Regions from separate parts of the Zea mays genome. Here all the other regions are linked to region 2. The links are chromatin contacts, called in public Hi-C maps. All regions are on one chromosome and are shown on one strand. Each heading gives the region's core, a stretch centred on a gene start, on an enhancer-like site or on the middle of the called end of the contact. The rest is flanking DNA. Distances are from core to core; before and after follow the strand shown. Region 1 holds the start of LOC100502086. Region 2 holds the start of LOC100283149. Region 3 holds the start of LOC100192488.

Region 1 (3,863 bases), core at 330-2,829, 600 kb before region 2:
TGGGTACTCCTCCCTGATCTTGGAAATGAGAAGGGTGCCCATGCCAGATCCAGTGCCTCCTCCCAAGGAATGGCAAACTTGAAAACCTATAAGTGAATCAAACGAGTCATTCAATTATCCACAAACAAAAACAGTATTTCCCAGCATGAAAAATATATATAATCAGGCCACATGGGATGGAAAGATACAGCAACACTTGAAGTCCCAAGATATCAGAATTGCGATGCATCCTATGTGGTCAGAGTTTGTTAACAACCAGCAACCATGTTACCACTGTTAAGTGATATTTTGAATTCAGTCAATTTCACATCATATCATACGCCACCATGCTCTGGTGGCCCACGAGCTGAGCTTGACATGCTACCAAATACTTCACTCGGGTACACATCAGAGTTTATAGCACAAAACACAACTATCATATAGAAATTAAATTTCAAGAGATATAAAGTTAGGCACTGCTATATCCACCATGGGTTCCATTTTGTCTGGTGTTGGCCAAAGAATTCGGTCCAGCTATGAAACAATATTTAATTTTATTTTTAAAAAAAACATGAGTTGAAGGCTGCCAGAGTGGAACTCCAAGCTAAAATATCCATCCTACCAACCGTTGATGTCAGTTCAGCTACTCAGGCCACAGAAAAAAGGTATAGGAGTTCAACACAAGAGTAGAGAGTACAATATACATGAAGAGTTGAAGACAGACTGATTGACTAGAAAACATCCACAGAGTTCCTCCATTGACCAGCAAACCACTACAGAGTTTCATCATGAAAGCGCCAATACGACCGCAAACAGACCAAACACGATAATTACAACAGATATGATATTTTTATGTTTAAGTGATCCGACGCAGACTGTACGATTGCTTAACCAGTAACGGAAATTACCCATCGCTGCTCCTCCATCATGCTAGGTACAAAAAAAAGCTAAATCCACAGCGACAAGCAATAATTTCAATATACGTACCACCATAACAACCTGTCTAGAAACCAATGCTTAACAATAACACGTGCCACTTGGCGAATTCAACAGCGCATAAGACAATCATGGTTAACTGAACAACGAATTCAACAACGCGAGAGATGGGGTTGGGCGGAGCAAATAAATGACAAAAAATACCCTGGAGGCAGTCGCAGTTCTCTGCCTCCTTGCGGACGACGTCGAGGACGGAGTCGATGAGCTCGGCGCCCTCGGTGTAGTGCCCCTTGGCCCAGTTGTTTCCGGCGCCGGACTGGCCGAAGACGAAGTTGTCGGGGCGGAAGATCTGGCCGAAGGGTCCGGAGCGCAGGGAGTCCATGGTCCCGGGCTCGAGGTCCATGAGGACGGCGCGCGGGACGAAGCGGCCGCCGCTGGCCTCATTGTAGTAGACGTTGACGCGCTCGAGCTGGAGGTCCGAGTCCCCCGCGTAGCGGCCCGTGGCGTCGATCCCGTGCTCGTCGCAGATCACCTCCCAGAACTTGGCCCCGATCTGGTTCCCGCACTGCCCGCCCTGGATGTGGAGGATCTCCCTCATGGCTGACGCCTGCCTGCCTGCCTGCTGGGGTCGGGCGCGGGCGGGGGAAGGAAGAAGACGGGGGCGGGAGCGGCGCACGGGTCTCGTCTACGTGAGGACGGATTTGAAATGCTGCTTTATGCTCTGTTGCCGTCTTGCCGAGGTGGGGCTTCGTTCGAGCTGGAGGTGCTGTGGACCTGGCCTTGTGCTGTGGCGGTTGGGGCCCAGCCCAGGTGGCTTGCCCATCTCTCCACCGTGCGTTTGTTGATCGGACGGCTACAGTGCCAGTTTCCTGGATTTTTTTTGGTTGGCGACTTTTGGGTCCAGGCTGGGCGTGGGCCCAAGCGATAGGCTGTCGTAACAAGACCGCGGACCCAAAAAGACAAACTTACCCGAGCTATAGTCTGTAGTGTTATCGTTTTCATTAGCTGTGTCTGTGTGATTATGGTTATGGCGGCTATTTATACAGCGGTTAGCGACGCATGGCCGGTAATCCCGGGATCGGTGGACCCTGCCTGTCAACAGACGCAGCTGTTGCTTAGAGAAATGACAAGGACCAAATACAGCTCAGAGTCAGGTAAGAAAGACAGAGACAGAGAGGGCTAGGCTAGCCGTGGCAGTGTGGCACCAATTAATAGCTGATTGGCTGGGGACGAACTGGATGAAAGTAAACACTAAAACTTTATCATGATGAGAGGAAAAAAACAATAGCTATTATTTGGTTGCCACGATTATACGACACCTAGGTTCAACGGTCTATTGTTGTTGATCGCCTAGACTGTTGTTGATGTAACGAGATTTTAACTGAAAATGTAGACGAGTAAAGTTTAATACTACCATGTTATCGGATACTCTCTCTCTGTCTATCTCGGTTTTCAAAGAGTTAGACTCTTTAAATTTTGATCAAATGTATATAATAAAATGTTAATGTTTATTGTATATAACTAGTGCCGATACATATATCAACGAACCTATTTTTATAATAAGCTTATTTGGAGATGCAAATGTTCTTTATATTTTCGACAATCTTAATCAAAACTTTAAAAAGTTTGATGTGAACAAGCACGAATACTATAGTGACTTTTTTTAGAAATACTAGTGAGAGAATGAAAACTTGAGTTAGTTGAGTGATCAAACATTCACAATGATGCGTTGATCCAATCATGGTTAACAGAACAGCGGGGAGACGTTTAACACTTCACTTGTTTATTTGACTGCTTGATGCTACAGGATTGTTATTATTACGCGAAACAGCCCTGCTCAGTAGTCAGTGTTCACGTGGATAAAAACTGCTACCGAAAAAGCAAAATTCCTGGAAAAAAGGGAGGCAAGGAGAAACACTAATAAGCATCAGTAAGACGATTAGTTGTAGCTTCCTACAATAATCACAGTGAAAGCCTGCTAAAATTTTGTCGGGTCTAAAGCAATTCAAATCTAAACCACGTTCGGATCACAGGCATTTTTGCTCAAAAACCTGCGTAGGACCAGCTGCAACTTAGAAAAATTGGCTCAACAAATTTGTTCAAGCAACCCACTTTACGAAAGCCTTTCAATTGTCAGTAACACACTAGCCAGGATGTCAACTTTAGAGACAAACCACTATTATCAACCATTCTTCGAACACATAATAATACAAGGTACAACATTGAGGTTTTACTCTTTTAACAAAATTGGGCAAAAAAGTTTAGATGACAAGCTGTGAGCTTATACAACAGTTACGATGCCAGAGGTTTATTAATATTATTATGACGCCAAGTAGATGGTACACTTGCTGCCCAACTCGACAATCTTTGCTGACAAGCTGCTGAGCTTTTGCCAGGTAGGATAAATGAGCATCGCACCCCCCCCCCCCCTCCATATCATGCAGCTAACCACTATCGTTCCAATACTTCTTTGTTTGATTATGGAACTAGAATGCCTTCTTCACGTATGAAACCAGTCCATGGATACCTCCTTCAGCCTGGGCAGCACCAGTTCTCACCTGGCAAGAATGACCAATAAAGATCAAATCAGTCAGTACGCTTTCTAAAACAGATGCTCAGCTTTTGGCTAGTAATATATGTTCTCAGAAAATAAAGATGGATTTGTGTGTGTGCACAGGGAGGGGAGGCAGCTAAAGCCACTGCGCTTTCTCAATCTAAACAGCGATGAGCAAGCAGTAGACACAGGTGAGGAGCATTCGCTATTTCCACTAGCAACAATACAAACTCCTTATCCTAATCCAACCTAAAATCTCCAAATTACTACAACATTTTAACCTTTCTAAGATTCATATGGATCGGTGAAGACTACTAAATAATCTACTGAACCTTGGAGCTGGTTCCAAAAACAAACCTACTTGTAGGTAGTAATATAGTTTGACTTAAATTGT
Region 2 (4,215 bases), core at 353-2,852:
CCAAGCCTTTGCCCGTCGCTGACCCCCCTACTCCCCTAGGCATGCGGTGGGACGGGACCAAGATGCATGATGCATTATGCATTGCCCGCCGGCCGCCTCGGCTTGCGTTGCGTCCGTGTGCCGTTTTCGCGTCCATGTTAGGATGGTCCAGTATGTGTGCATGTGATCCCGTATTTTTTTTTTGCCTTAGGACGCTCGTTTAGAACCGTGCACGTCTCTCGGTCTAAAAACCGCAGCATTCTTTGGCGGCTGGGGCTGGCTTTGGGTAGGGCGCCATTTGTTTTTGCTGGGTTTGTTTTGTTCACGCCACGCCACGCGCCGCCCTCTCGGGGTCAAACGGTAGGGTGAGCGAGGGACAAGATATGGCAATTTTTCCATCGCCCATTCTCCCCAGTCCTCACCCCCCACAGAAAAGGAAGATGATCTCCCCTCTTGCCTCACAAGATCGACGGCACCCAAATACACAAGGATCGGATCACCACCGCCCTCACCCAAATAGAAATAGGGTGCTGGAGGCTGAGGTTGTGATGTATCACCCAAATAGAAATAGTGCGTTGGTGGATTGGTTTGGTTGCCGGTATGGCGATACGCGGGCCGCTGTGCGCGCCAGTGCGGGTGACGACGGGTTCCTGCCTGCCTGCCATCGTCTCATTGAACGCCGGCCGTTGCTGTGGACCCGAACGAACGGATCGCGAGTTCCCGTCGCAACGTGCCGCCACTCGCAAACGACGACCGAACAGACGGCGGCGTGGCCTGCGGGCATGGCGGCACTGGGCCGCGATCCATAGCGTCGTGCACGGCGTGGGCCAGCCGCAGCTATGCCTATCTCGCCGCCGTCGTCGTCCCTCCCAGCGCACGTTTCTGACCCCGAGGCCCGAGCGATGTGCTACGTACGGTGATCACAGACACAGAGCAGGTCTCGATCGTAGCTTTACGTACTCCCCACTCGCTGTTGTTCCTGTCATCCCTTCCCTCCTGCTGCCTCTTGGTGATCGGGCGGGCACGGCATATCATATGCAAGGTCAGAGCGTGAAAGAAATCGTCTGAAAAAACAACTGCTTCTGTGCCTTAACTTGTTAGCCAGAAGGATCCAGAAGAAAGAGCACTACCAAGGCTCGGCACGACGGCACCATCCATCGGCGTCACGAAACGAACCGTTCCATCCCTCACCACCTGACGTGAAAGCACCGGAGCGAGCTCTTTTCTTTTTTTTTTCTTCCTCTTCTTCTCTGGGGCGCAGCCGTGCGGTAATCATCCTGGAGGCGACGGCGGGAGAGCTTTCGGGGTGCGGGCGGTGGGCGGTGGCGGCTTTTAGCCCTCCCCCGACCCCGAGTGCTGCTGTTGCCGGTTTCTGCTTCCAAGTTCCAAAGGGCCTTTCTATCTAGGCATGCATGCCTTCTATCTATTCCTTCTCTGGTTGCTTCTTCTCCCGTGGCTGCTAGCTCTTCTCCACCCCTGCTTTTGTCATCGCCACGGCTCCTCCAAGATGAGTCAGATGACGTGGGAGGCAGCCAGGCGTCGGTGCCTGCTTATATAGCTGCGTATTCACAACACGCCACGGCATCCTCCCCCTCCCTTCCTCTCCCTTCTCTTCTCTTCTTCACTTCACAGCACGATCGAGCCAGTTGCAATCACACAGGTGGTTGTTCTCCTCTCTCTCTCTCTCTCTCTCTCTCTCTCTCTCTCTCTCTCTCTCTCTCTCTCTCTCTCTCTCTCTCTGTTTACCTAGACTAGAGGAAAGGATTTCGTCGTGACCACTGACCAGCGGAGCTGTTCGTGCAGCGCAGACGATGCCGACCATCATCGTCTCGGTGGACCTGGAATGCAGCCGCTGCCGCGCCAAGATCCAGAGGGTGCTCAACAGGATCCAAGGTCTGTTCGCGCTTGCTTGCTACTCCTCTCTGTTGTTCGCTCTTCCCTTTCCGCTTGTACAGGTAGGTCTCGAGACGGTTCGCGTTGATCGCAACTGATAAGTTTCCTGGGACGACGGACGGACGCCTCGGCTTGCAGAGAAGGGCGAGTTCTGCATCGATGACATCGACTTCGACGAGAAGAACAACAAGGTGAAGGTCACGGGGCCCTTCGACCCGGACAAGCTCGCCGACAAGCTGTGCTGCAAGGCGTGCAAGATCATCAAGCAGATCGAGATCGTCGAGCCCCCGCCCCCGCCGCCGCCCAAGCCCAAGGAGGAGCCGAAGAAGGAGGAGCAAGCCCCGCCGCCGCCGGAGAAGAAGGAGGAGGCCGCCCCGCCCCCGCCGGCGAAGGTGGAGCCGCCCAAGGAGGAGCCACCCAAGGAGAAGCCCCCGCCACCCAAGGAGGAGCCGCCCAAGGAGAAGCCACCCCCGCCCAAGGAGGAGAAGCCCGCCCCGGCACCGCCCAAGGAGGAGAAGCCCGCCCCGCCGCCGCCCAAGGTGGTGGAGGTCCCCTACCCGTGGCCGTACCCGTACCCGTACCCTGCGTGGCCGTCCGACTGCTGCTGCCACCACGGCCACGGCGGGTGCCACTGCTGCTCCTGCGGCAAGGCCCCCGAGCCGGCCCCGGCCCCCGCCCCGGCCCCACCCCCGCCGCAGTACTTCCCGCAGTACATGCCCCAGCCGTACCCCTGCAACCCCTGCGGCGGCGGCTACCGGATCGTCTGCGAGGAGGACCCCTCCTACGCCTGCGCCATCATGTGATTCGTTTATTATCAATATCATCCCTTGATGAGTGTACCGTCCGTGTGCGTACCATGGCCTTAATTACCATTATACCCAACCCCACCCTAAAAAAAACCCCAGTACGTCGTCTCATCATCATTCCGTACCTCCTCCTGTATAATCGCCGTACAGATTCATCATATATATACTCTATACATATATAGCATCATGTATACACCGCCGTACCCCCTGTCATCTCTTTATGTAGATTGTGCATTATGTTCTGCGCGCTTCGTTTTGGTAATTACAGTATATGCCAGTCAGGCTAAGTGAGAGAATAAAATAAGCAATGATGCTGTTGTTTTTTTTTTCTTCTGTGTGTGTAAAGAAAAAGGGCAAGGTGAGAGAGTTCATCCGTTGATGGCAGCAGAAATGTCCTACCTTGCACACCAGCATCCCTTTCTTTATGTTGCACCCAGGGAAAAAAAAATAAACAGTTGCTTTTATCAACGCTTTCGTTTATCTCGCTTCCGTTTTGTCACCACACCACAAGCGATGTAACGTGGCATGGTTTGGCCTAGTGTTTAGGGTTTATGACGTGTAAAGGAGACAGGACGGTGATGTTGAAGTAAGGCGCGACTAGCACGTTGCTATGCTAACCCAAGGCGGCAGTAGAGTGCGTGTGTGTGTGTGTCACTGTGGAGGCCGGGAGAGTGAGGAGGAACAGCGTCAGATGACGCGAACACGGGAGGCGCGAAAGCGAGATGGGCAGCGAAAGCTGGGCGCGTCGCGTATGGTATTTGGGTGTGGCCTGCCTTGAGCGGCGGGGTACGAGGCGTAGGCGCAAGGAAGGAGCCATACGGACGTAGTCACACGTAGCGCGCGCGACCGACACGGCGACGTGGACGCACGGGATGGCTCCGCGGAGGCGCGACAGCTGCGGGGACCTCCCTCCAACTCCAAGCGCCGACGCCGAACTTTGGCTTGGCGTCCGGCTGCAGGCAGGGTCACTCGCGGTGACCGGAGGAGGGGATGACCGGATGGATGAGCGAGAGCCGATCGCCGTGCTCTGTTCGCCTCCGTCCGCGTCTGATTTGGACGGGTCACCTGCAGTTGCTGGCTGCAACTCCGGTGGGCGCTCGCTCGCTTTGTTCCCGCTCTCGCGCTCGTGGTCGTGGGCCTGCCTGCCTCTGGACTTTGCGCCGTACTCTTCTGCCTCACTCACGCTTGTGGGGCATGTGTGGTTTCTGCATTCTACCGGGGAACACTGTATTCACGTCCAGCTGCGGCGAGGAGCGGCCGCCGGCGTCGCTGCTGCTTGCTTCCCCAACTGAGCTGTCAGAAACCGGGGGAAAAAAGAAGACACATGGCAGACCAGGCAAACTACCTACCTATTCGCGAACATGCCGTGCCCAGCGATGGTACTAGGAAAATGTGGCATCAACTACGCTGCCTGAAGTTAACTTCTGTCCAAACAAAACAATACTATACTATACTGGTACCGAAAATAGGAGTACAGTACTGTATTCTGTGTCTATGATCAGGCAGCACGCATGCTCCTAAGATCTCTCACTCCCTT
Region 3 (4,112 bases), core at 1,472-3,971, 610 kb after region 2:
GGTCGTACCCCGTGGACCCACCGAAATGCTGAAACAAACACACGCCACAAACGTGACTCTGTGTTCACCTGCGGTGTGAGCTCAGATGCCAAGCAGAGGACCAGGGTGAAACGAAGGGGAGCTCGGATGCCAAGCTTAATCAATATGCTCAACACAGCTAGCACGCAAATTGCAAACATGTAAGAACATCTATAGACAGCTCTACAAAGACAGATATCGTTTTCATTAAGAACTCATGAAGTCACAAACTTAGTAAATTACCATTCATTAAAACTGAGGTAGTTCAAAAGTTCATAATAAACATGATCGACAGCTGTATAGACAACATCCTTCAAAAGCATTCCAGCAGTAACATATGTTTCTTATGGTGGAGAAACAGACATAGCTTCACGAAGAACAAAAACAATTGGAGCTAAAAGCTAAACTGACACATGATAATTTGAGCATTAAAGCATTCAATAGACTCACAACCACGATGAAAAAAGGCTTCAACACATGGCCGTTTTGTCTCGGTCCACTGAACCAAATTCTGCTCGTGGCGAAAGGAATCATGATTTTCTGACCACTCTTCCAAATCCTTTACTGTGTACATGAAGTATCTACAAAATAATTGCAGCCTTCTAAGGTACTTGAAGGATAAAAAATCTTAAATAAAAAGATAAATAAGATACAAATGAACAAAACATCATGTGTGTGGAACCGCAGATGTAATATGAAAACCAGGAAAATTACAAAATATTCAATGTCGCTCGTTCTACTGGTAAGACACAAATGGATTTATTAAGCATGGCATGGTTCATTAGACACCAAGCTGGACACAAGAAAACCGAGAAGGGACTATCACATAACTTTTGCACGGGTTTGATCAGTCTCAGCCAAGTTTACTATCTATGTTTATTGGTTAAATTGAACTAAAATTGCCACACATGTTATGTACAGATTCACGGATCAATCACATGAAGGGAAAGTGCGCTAGAAAGATATGCATGTTTCCCGTTAACAAAGTCACCCACAAACTAAACAGAGATAGTAAACTTGCCTCAATGCTCAACTATTCTATAATCTATTTTTTTACTCAGCTATATCCCCACCAGAAAAGAATTCAGTTGTTGAATCATCATAACCAATCTTCTATATATGCATCAGAGAATCAGAGATCTCAAGGTATAATTCAAAGAATCAGAGATCACACTGGATACTTAATTTCTATCTATACAAAAGTGGTAGTTGGTGTTAGACGCTTCCCTGCCGATGCGGAAGAGCTCGATGAGGTTGTAGAACTGGCCGTGGATGTCACCACACATAGTGACGGGGCAACGCACGGGCTGTACGTTCCACTCCTCGATGAGGATCGCCTATGCCTGCTCGCATAGCGCCTTGACCTCCACTGCCTGCATGAACTTGCAATCCCATAGCTACGAGATCTGGTGGTCCAGATCCGTGTGTGACGGCGTCACCACTACGGTTCTGCTCTACCTCATACATCCCCTTCCCTCCCCTTACCTAGTTCCTGCCGCTGCCACCCCAGCAGGCACAGCCGAGGAGGAGTAGGACCCAGCAAGGCCGCCGGTGTGGAGGGGTGCTAGGGGTATTTGTTTTGCGGGGAAACGCGGGCAGGATGGTGGGTGGATCCGTCGAGATCCTCGGTTCCCTTGCGATAGAAGCGGATGGCGGGCGGCACGATAGGCGAGAGGTAGAGTGGGCAGGGAAACACGAAGGGCGGGATGGCGGGTGGGGAAACGCGGAGCTCGACGCGAGAGGGGCGGGTTTGCAGAGCTGGGCCGGCCAAGATCCTCGCATGTCTGCGAGGAGAGCAGGCTGGAGGTTGGCAAGGCTCACAGCGAGGAGATCGAGCTGGTGGTTGCCTGGTTGGTGCGGAGCTCGGCCGACCGAGATCGTCGCGACGAGGAGGATGGAGGTTGCCGAGCGCATCGGGGACGCCGTGGATCCTGGAGCGCACGAACCGGCGGTAGAACCCCTCGAGGTCCTCCTCCTCCGACACAGAGACGCCGTCGAGGGTGAAGTCGCGACACCCGTCGGCGTCGCCGCGCACGGCACGGCCGTCCCGCCCCACGCGAACTCCAGCGCGGATGAGACACCCGAGGTGAGGTTCCGGATGCGGCCGATCACCTCGACCGGGTGCTCCGTGGCGCCGCCGCCCTCGTCGGCCCTCCTCCACCGCCATCTCCCGTCGCGTCCACCGTGTGCTCAGCAGGCGATGGAGTCGCCACCAGGTGTCGCGGCGTGGCTGGAGGCGGAGCAGACCGCCCCGTCTTCGCCCTAGCTAGGGCTGCGATGGGAAGAGAGGGAGACTGCCCCGTCTGCAGGAACCGGATGTGCCATTGGGAGGGGAGGGGACGGGAGGCAGGGCGGCGGTTGCGGGTGGAAGCTGGCAAGCGGCGAGCGGGAAGATGGAGGCCGCGGGTCGGGTGGCGGCTGGTAAGCGACGAGGGCGCTGGAGACCACGGGACTGCTGAAGATTAGGGTTTTCCATTTGCCGTATGTCATGGGCTGCGGTGCGCGGGATGGACTGCGGGATCGGACGGCTGAGATTTACACGATAGAATGGACGGCTGAGATCGCAGAACGGCAAAACGGCAGAACGACAGACTACCCTTACCTTCTTAATAAGTAGTAGAGATTTGTCACGAGCGAGAACTGTTGTCATTTCATGAGACGTTACTCGGGATGCACTTGTAACGGGATAGTGTAGTAGCAAGCATAGGAGTAAGGAGTTTTGCTAGTCTTCTTCAGCTTCAGTAGTTCAGTCCAATCACAGATCGCAGTACAACTGAACCCGCCTCCCGCACAAGGCATCCAGGATTTGTTCGGCCTTCGGACTTCGGAGGGTAGAGAATCGAAGCGACGAGAACAAAGCAATGAACGAGGCGGTGCAGGAGGCGAAGCTGCTGCGGCAGGTGAACGCGCTCATCGTGGCACACCTCCGTAGCCAGAACCTCGGGCAGGCCGCAGCCGCCGTCGCCGCCGCCACCATGACCCCCATCTCCGCTGCCGAATCCGTCCCCGCCAATCACCTCCTGCGTCTCGTGGCCAAGGTCCCCCCATTCTCCCCTTCCTCCTGCCTAGTATTTGTTCTGAACGGGCCTAAACCCTCATTATTGGTTCGCAGGGCCTCGCCGCGGAGCACGGAGGAGGTGACGCCGCTTCCGCATTCGACTCCGCCGGGTTCGGTGTGGCGGTGCAGCCGCCCGGCTCCAGTGCCGTGGATTTCAGGTAAACCCCAACCTTGCGCACCCATGGTGTTGCCTAGTGGCTTGCGGCAGTGTTTTTTCTGGTGCCGGACAGTGATTGGCGAGGAGTGTTGACGCTGGTGCTGTGTTGTGCAGTATTCAGGATGTCAAGGGCTCATCCAAAAGCTTCCCCAAGCACGAGGTGAAGCATGTCTCTGACCATAAGGTGCATATGATTCAAGTTTTCCCTTGCTAATGCGCCACTGCAAATACTTTTGTGTCACTCTCCTGCCCATCTGGATATTTGCTACTATTTTTGAACATTTTGCACTCGCCACAGTATCATGATTATGTATACAACTTGAGATTGACCCAGCCATAGATTTTACTGATGTTCATTGGCTTATCAAGTTACCATTGTATTTGTCTGTAGAACGCTGCCCGGTGTGTGAAATTTAGTCCTGATGGAAAGTATTTTGCAACTGGGAGTGCTGATACATCCATTAAGTTTTTTGAGGTAAACTTGTTGGGTACTCGGCGAGCTTGTACTGTTTTGTACTTAGTTGCAACTTGCAACTCACTATTGCTCTCTCTTGCAGGTTGCTAAGATTAAGCAGACTATGGTAGGAGACTCTAAAGATGGCCCTGCCAGGCCTGTGGTACGGACATTTTATGATCACACACAGGTGAGCATGTATTGTTCATATATGACACTTTATACAAATTGTTTATCAATGACTGAAGAATATGAACTTTCTACTTATGATCGTCATGTATTGAATTACAATCAAATTGCTTTGAGTCGGTTACCAATCTCCATAATGGGAGATTACACAATTCAAACAATTAAGAATTCGCCTCAACGGAAGCTTATGTAGATCGACTGAAAAGACGATTCCATTTTCTTTCTTGTTCAAGGTC

What was found. Hi-C and Micro-C count contacts between places; a contact is called where the count stands out from the background.
Region 1: a contact with region 2 is called in a Hi-C map of endosperm, with 4 times the contacts expected there. The contact joins the promoter of LOC100502086 here to the promoter of LOC100283149 in region 2. A contact is called at or near these places in 2 of 25 Hi-C or Micro-C datasets (ear and endosperm).
Region 3: a contact with region 2 is called in a Hi-C map of endosperm, with 2.0 times the contacts expected there. The contact joins the promoter of LOC100192488 here to the promoter of LOC100283149 in region 2. A contact is called at or near these places in 2 of 25 Hi-C or Micro-C datasets (ear and endosperm).

What each region holds. Positions count from the first base shown.
Region 1 is chr1:283,083,470-283,087,332 of Zm-B73-REFERENCE-NAM-5.0, forward strand. LOC100502086 reads right to left here and starts at 1,580. Exons shown (of 3, transcript NM_001175446.2): 1 at 1,120-1,580; 2 at 1-86. The coding sequence starts at 1,513. LOC103644011 (inosine-5'-monophosphate dehydrogenase) reads right to left here. Exons shown (of 4, transcript NM_001353088.1): 4 at 3,075-3,473. The coding sequence ends at 3,402.
Region 2 is chr1:283,687,235-283,691,449 of Zm-B73-REFERENCE-NAM-5.0, forward strand. LOC100283149 reads left to right here and starts at 1,603. Exons shown (of 3, transcript NM_001156051.1): 1 at 1,603-1,639; 2 at 1,783-1,872; 3 at 2,011-3,146. The coding sequence starts at 1,791. The coding sequence ends at 2,675.
Region 3 is chr1:284,300,759-284,304,870 of Zm-B73-REFERENCE-NAM-5.0, forward strand. It overlaps LOC100192488, which reads left to right and starts at 2,722. Exons shown (of 13, transcript NM_001137708.1): 1 at 2,722-3,056; 2 at 3,131-3,234; 3 at 3,348-3,417; 4 at 3,625-3,708; 5 at 3,791-3,877. The coding sequence starts at 2,880.